2 separate regions of the Mus musculus genome follow, and region 2 is linked to region 1. A link is a contact called in public Hi-C data. All regions are on one chromosome and are shown on one strand. Each heading gives the region's core, a stretch centred on a gene start, on an enhancer-like site or on the middle of the called end of the contact. The rest is flanking DNA. Distances are from core to core; before and after follow the strand shown.

Region 1 (3,493 bases), core at 548-3,047:
TGGCTTAGCAGGTAAGAACACATGTTGCCCTTCTAGAGGACCTGCATTCAGGTTCCCAGAACCCACATCAGGCAGCTTCCCACCTGTAACTTCAAATCCAGATGATTCAACATCTTCTGATCTCCACAGACATATGGCATGTTAGTACAACACACACAGATACACACACACACACACACACACACACACACAGAGAGAGAGAGAGAGAGAGAGAGAGAGGGAGAGGGAGAGAGAGAGAGAGAGAACCAAAGCCATGACCAGCTAGAGTCTTTATGAAAACAAGCCAATGACTGTGTGTGCTGATGGCGCGCATAGGGTTAACCCCTAAGGAAGTGACATTGCAGCAGAGACCTAAAAGGACTACCCTGCGAAAGCAAAACTTGGGGGACAAAAAGGCCACGGAGCTATCAAATGGGGGAATTGACTTTGTTTCATGGTCCCGGCACCTCTGTTTTAAATGGCTACTCCCTTCAATATTGAACCTCATTTCTTTTTTTTTTTTTTTTAACATTCCACCCCATCCCCTTCCCTATGGTGTGACAGGGTAATGTAAACATTACTTAAAATGGGAATGAATTCTTTCATGTCCCTGGCAAGGAATAACAACTCCACTCTTCAATTAGCAGGGAAGATTCCAGAGTTTTATTTCCCCAACTTTCTCTACAATTGAGGGAGTGAAGGAGGCTGCTCCATCATTTGGAAGAAAAGGTCATCTGCTCATTGCCCAGAAAACATCGAACGTTTCTTACTCACGTGTGCCCTTCTCCAGCTCATCTCTGTTCTGTGAGAGAAGTTTCTATAAGAACGTACGATGCAGAGCTCACTGTGTTAGACACATTGTGCTAATATTAACTATGGTTTCAAGACTTTGTGTGGGTAAAACATATCACAGATACACAGAAACGCATGCCAGCCAAAAGACAGCCATTATTTCCTAGGTCTGCTTAAAGAATTTACACATTCTTTGAGGTACTCCTTTTCCTGAAAGAAAAAAAAAAGTTCAATGTGTTTTGTCCATATGAAAAAGCATTTCAGAACTGAAGAACATGGCATGTAAAGAAGAGAGAGGTGAGTGTGTTATTTTTCAATGGAAAAAACAGCTGCTTGGGTCAGATAGAAACCAGATGGGAAAGACTCAGAAGAGAGAAGCTGAAACACGTTCTGCAAAAAAAGACATCAGAGGCGAAATGTGCTCACAAGGCAGAGGAGCCGATACTCCCGACTTTCTTCCTGTGGCAATGGACCATGTTTCCTTGTCCAGGAACGTGAAAGACAAACAGACGTGAGTGTACCAAGTGATCCAAGGAACAGGTCCCAGAAACAAAATCAGTTACACCCCACAGGGCTAGGTGTCTTCCTTAGAGTCTCCCAGAGATTGGCTTGCTCTCTGAGGAGATGGGTAGAAGCCCCAGAATTAGGATATGTCTGTGTGTCCTCATTCTACACCCTGGGTGGAGAAAAAAACCAGACAGAGACTCAGGCCTTTTAAGCCTGTTTATAGGCTCTCCTTTGTCACCAGCCAACTGTCTCCTGACAGACATCTCCACAGACTGCGTGGAGGTGCGCTGAGACCTTGCTCTGGTGGCCATCTTGCTCGGCAGAAGTGAGACCGTCTGTTTCCTGTGGGCTGTTTCCTCAGCGCTGCCTTGTGGCTTTCTCACACTAGCGGAGCGTATTATTTGAGTTGCCACATGCTGACCACAGGGCTTCCGGCCGCACCACATACTGACCTCAAAAGGAGACTCGCTCACGTTTGGGCTTCCCCACTGAGGCTTGCTGTGGCGGTGAGGAGGCCGTGGCCTAGGCAGCTGGCACAGAGTGTGTCCACACAGAGCTGGAGAGAAGCCTGCCTCTCCACGTCGAGGGAGCTCCATGCGCTCAGACCACGATCCAGAACCGCTCTTCATGTGGCCAGGATAATTACTCAGTGGATTATGTGCTCAGCATTATCTCAGCAGCTAATGATGTGTTAATACAGCAGGTCAGGAGAACAGTCAGGAAAGTAATTGGCTAGCCCCTCACTGTGCACGGAAAGCACAGGGCTCTTGTCTCCAGCCTTAAGCCTCTTGACCTGCGTACCCTGAACCTCCCTGTACCACGCATTCACCCTGATCTTCGCACAGTGTTCCTCAGAGGGCATCACGTATTTTAAGTGGCCCGGGGTTCTTATTGGCAAGTAGAGTCAGGTTAAGTAGCTTAGAAGCAAGGTCTGGGATTGTACATTCCTAGTTCACTCCCAGGGGAGGCCTAGTGTTGAGCATTGTAGATGGGGGAGGGAGGCAGTTATAAAGTGTTGGCAGAACTGGCGAGCGTGGTGGCACACTCTTGTAATCCTGGAGAAGCTAAAGCAGGAGGATTACAAGTTTGAGGCCTACTTGGGCTACATAAGTGAGCTGGAGTCTATCTTGGGCTACAGAGTGAGCTGGAGTCCATCTTGGGCTACAAAACAAAAATATTGCCTCAAAAACAAAGTAGCAGATAACCTCAGAGAGGAACAATAAATGAAGCAACAACAGAAAGAATAGCAGCTTGTTTCCATAAAGGCAGTGATCCTAGGCCAATCCCTAAACATCTGAGACTCACTTCTCATGTTCATAAAACAGTGAACATAATAATATCTCTCAGGGAAGAAAATCAAATGGTATAACTTAGATTAGAAAGTTTATTGTAAACAGCATCTTTACAGTTTATCTCTATAGGAAAATTGCAACTTGAACTTGCTTAAATAAGCAGAATAAAAATAAGGACCCTGACTGGCTTCCATAAACTGCAAAGGCTTGAAGTGCATCTGGCTTCAGGCATGGCTGGATCCAGTTACTCAAATTATTTATTCCAGATGCTGACTCAGCATTCCCTCCCTCAATCTCTCCATCTCTCTTGCTCAGCTGCTCCTCCCTCCTCCTCTCCTCCCTACCTTCCTCTCATCCTTTATTCTGATTTTTGTCTCTGTGCTTGCTGCCTTCAGACTGCCACACTTTCCTCCCCGCCCTAAGAAAAGTAGCCTCTTGCTCTCCTGGGTAAAATTGTCTTCACAGAGGAAGACAAATTCAACACACTCCATTTGGAAGGAACTCCTATCAGATCTTCCTGGGTGCAGAACCAACCCCTTGCTTGTATAATACTAATTATTTACAAATATGGGCACACAGTGCTATGATTGGCCAGTCCTGGTCACATGCCCTCTCTTGTCTTTTGGCTCTTTGATTTTGTTGTGTTGTGTTGTGTTGTGTTTTGTTTTGTTTTGTTTTGTTTTGTTTTGTTTTGTTTTTTTGAGACAAGGGCTCACCGAGTAGCCCTGTCTGTCCCAGAACTCACTATGTACACCAGACTGGCCTTAGATTCACTAAGATCCACTTATATCTATCTGCCTCCTGAACGCTGGGATTAAAGAAGTGAACCACTGTGTCAGGCTGGGTCCTTGATTTTTGTTTCCCTCCTCCTGAACCTCATTTCTTTTCATTCAGTGTTACTTTAGAGGAAAGGGAAACTGCTC
Region 2 (3,493 bases), core at 612-3,111, 200 kb before region 1:
TCAAGACTAGAGCTAACAATTATTTGGATCCAGGCAGGTTATGGTTTTTGATGAAGTTACCAGAATCCTAAAATGGGAAAATTTCCTGTGAAAATTTGAGTTTGTGACTTCTTTTAGAACAGTGGTTTCTCAACCTTCCTAATGCTGTAACCCTTTAATACAGTTCCTTGGGTTGTGGTGACCACCAACCCTAAAATTATTTTATTGCTACTTCATAACTGTAATTTTACTACTGCTGGATTCATAACGAAATATCTAACGTGTAACCCCAAAGGGGTTGTGACCCACAGGTTGAGGACCATTATTTTAGAAAAATAACTAGATTTCCACAGGGCAGCAGTCTGTAACAGCTCAATAAAGACTGCTGTTTATATGGTGCATATAGTCTTCATCTTGTCACTGTTCCCTACAGTCCCCATTACATGCCTGAAGCTGTGGCTCCAGGGCACTGGCCAGATGTCACTGTGATTTCTCTGTTTGCATGAGTCTGCTTTCATGTATAATGAAAAAGAAAAATGAAGTGAGTCAAGAAGCTTGTGGTCAGATTGTTGGGTTTCAAATTCTGGGGTACCCTCCTAACAGATTTGGCAGATAAGACATAGGAAACCCAGTTAAATTAGAACTTAGAGGAACAATGTATAATTTCTTTGCTTTAAATATGTCCTGTTTGCTGTAGTCTGCTAAACCTGGTAACGTTGCTTGGTCCTTTCTGTGCGACTCCAGGCAAATTTCTTAACTTTTCTGTGTCTCTGTTTCCTCCCCTAGAAACTGAAGACAATACGGGGATATTGTGAGGACAGAATGGACATTAGCCACCGTCTCTGTGGATGTTTAAAGAAACTTGGGATGCAGCATATTTCTTGGCACAGGATGGGGCATGTTTTCACATTTGATAAAGCAAGAGACTTGTCTTGAAGTATACAACTCAAAATGATAAAAATTGAATCATTTATATTAGAAGTCACTCCAGACAAACTTCCAAAATCAAAATGATATGCCAATAAACATTTATTTCTCTCTCATATTTGTGAAGGGTCATCTCCCCCATATATAGAAGCTGTGGCTTTTGAAGTCACCACTGCAAGCAGAGGAAGGCAATTAAGGAGCACTAATAGCAACTTCACTGCTGCCATAGAAATGATAATGGCAGCTTGTGAACCAGTTGACCAGAATCAGTCACTCGGGTGATGATCCAAGCCTAGGAGTGTGGGAGACTCGAGATGGGGACAATCTCAGAACACATTATTAGCTCAAAGTCAAAATACCCACTGTTCACTTGAGTACTTTCCTAAGCCAGCAAGACACAGCCAGAAGATCCTCAATATTAGAACCACAGAAGGACCCCTGTTTGTAGGCAGGAAGGTTGTTCTTTGTTGTGTTGATTACAGACTTGGAGACCTAGAAACAGTCTAAAGTCAAGCAGAGAAGAAAAGGCAAGAGTAGGGTGTGCATATTCTGATAAGGGACCGTTGGGCAGAAGGCGTGATGAGGGTGTTTGGTTTTGTTTGTTTTCTTATTTAATCTAAAGCACATACACTAAATCTCATTTTTCATGTCAGAGTCGGAGCTGCATAAACTCTGACATTTCCAGTATTTGAAGAATAATTCTCAAAAGATACGCCCAATGCCTGCACAGGTCTACTCTGTTGGTGAATCCAGGTGTATGTCTGGAATGGAATGCCACTCAGAAATTTGAGTTGAGCCTTTGCACTCTAAAAAATGGGGTGGGGGGGCACATGGAGCAACACATCTGTTTCAGGCTCACTGGCCATAGGAGCTGAGGACCAGGGCAGCTGCCAGAGCTCCAAGGTTAATGAGATTGTCTTGTGCTAATCTCATTTTAAACAGGGTTTCTGAGCTGGGGTGGGGGTGAACTAGAGAAGAAAGGTCTGTGGAAAGTGGTGCGGCTCTGTCAGTTACACCAGCATGTGCATGTCACAAATCAGCAAACACTTTCTGATCTCCAGACCTAGACCTGCAGTGTGCGGGGGAGGGTTTTAAAAATGTGCTCAGAGAGATTGCAAGTCGTGACTTGAAAACCCAGCCTCATACCAGCGAGCCATCCGTGTGCTGAACCAAGAGTTTGTTTTGTCTTTCCTTACTTTCAGAGAGGTGCTGCTGGCAATCAAAGTCACCAGTGTCCTCAAACCACCCTGACTTCTAACGTTGTCATCTAATGCTTTGTGAGCACCCGGCCCATGCAGTGATAATCTTTACACTCCCACCAGCAAATGACAGATTTGTTCTGGAATTTATCATCATCACCTTAGGGGACCTGCCAGGGCTGGATGTTGACTATACCCCCAACCTCCTACCAGGTTCCAAGATGATACCATTGGGAGGTGGTATTGAGAAGGCAGTCCCAAGGCCATGGAGCATTGCCATCAAAGGGGACTGTGGGACACTAACTCCTTCCTCTGACTTGATCTTCTGTGTGCTCCCAGCCATTTGCATCCAGCATCTCCAACAGAGGTCTAACGTCAGCAGCTCTACCAGATGCTGAACTGAAGCCTCTAAATTGGGGGGGCAAAGTAAACATTTTCTTCTTATAAGTTGATTAGCTCAGGGTTTTGTTTTGTTTTTTTCAATAGCGATGGAAAGTTGACTAACATAAAGGTATAAACTATATGTTTAGTATGTTAGGGAGACCTAGACAATGTTCTTTGGCAACTGTAATCTTTGTAATCTGCCTTTTGCTTTGTCAATAAAACTAAACTAGGCAGACACCTCCATGGCAATAGTAAGACATCAGGAGATAACTGCTTCAACACCCTCAGTGAAAGCTGGCTGACTGGGTCTTTCACTTCCTGATTATTCTGGTGTGACTGACGGTCATACTGGATGGGGAAGACTGTTTCAGCCATAGATTACTACTGAGCACTGTGTTCACCAGACAGCTTTCATTTTCTTTTCAAGTCTAACCATAGTGCTTATTGGTTTAAGGAGCATCCCAGGCTTATCTTACTTCATCTGTGATTATTTTTCAACAGTCTTCCCATCAAAGGTTCACAGAGCTGGAGACCTTGAAAGCCATATTTTTAGGCAGACCTGTTTTGCTTTTCTTAGCATGGCCCATGACGCTGAGATCTCTCTATTCTTTGCTTCTCTTCTTCAGTTGACCAGGTAACTAGTTTGATTCTTGAATCTGAACTCACAGCCTCTGGTTTTCATAGAGCCTCCTTAGTGCTATGGCTCAGGGTACTTTGGTTTGCACCTTACCTCATTTTTCCTTAGGATTTTTCTTGTGATGAGAATTTTGCCTGCAAGTTTGAAATGATAACGCCTCAACTCTCATATTGCCAAACGGACAGGTAAAGATTGGTTTTATGTTTTTAGCTTTTGTACAGTCCCCTAATCACTCATGATGCTTCATTGTGGAGACCTTGCCAGGTGGAATTAATTTGTCTGCTCAACATTGTCACCTAGAGGCTTAATAGAGAGTAGACAGTGATCTGAATGCTGATCTGCTTTCAATGTGAGTGTGGCACATCTG

What was found. A called contact is a pair of places that touch in the nucleus more often than the background predicts.
Region 2: a Hi-C map of pre-pro-B cells shows a contact between it and region 1, with 2.6 times the contacts expected there. The contact joins two enhancer-like sites. A contact is called at or near these places in 1 of 15 datasets of contacts at CTCF or cohesin (the NIH/3T3 cell line), 20 of 484 Hi-C or Micro-C datasets (the AML12 cell line, the G1E-ER4 cell line, the Patski cell line and 16 more), 8 of 115 datasets of contacts at active chromatin or transcription factors (the NIH/3T3 cell line, astrocytes, embryonic fibroblasts and 2 more) and 2 of 9 other capture datasets (embryonic tail and embryonic trunk).

The regions. Positions count from the first base shown.
Region 1 is chr6:94,759,190-94,762,682 of GRCm38.p6, reverse strand. No RefSeq gene overlaps it. Among named protein-coding and RNA genes, the nearest start is that of Lrig1, 61 kb to the right of the region's middle. Within about 2 kb of position 1,797, at least 70 of the 459 cell types and tissues checked have an H3K27ac peak or open chromatin away from gene starts, as enhancers often do. A contact at or near this core is called in pre-pro-B cells, where this site is marked.
Region 2 is chr6:94,961,364-94,964,856 of GRCm38.p6, reverse strand. No RefSeq gene overlaps it. Among named protein-coding and RNA genes, the nearest start is that of 4930511E03Rik, 19 kb to the right of the region's middle. Within about 2 kb of position 1,861, at least 10 of the 459 cell types and tissues checked have an H3K27ac peak or open chromatin away from gene starts, as enhancers often do. A contact at or near this core is called in pre-pro-B cells, where this site is marked.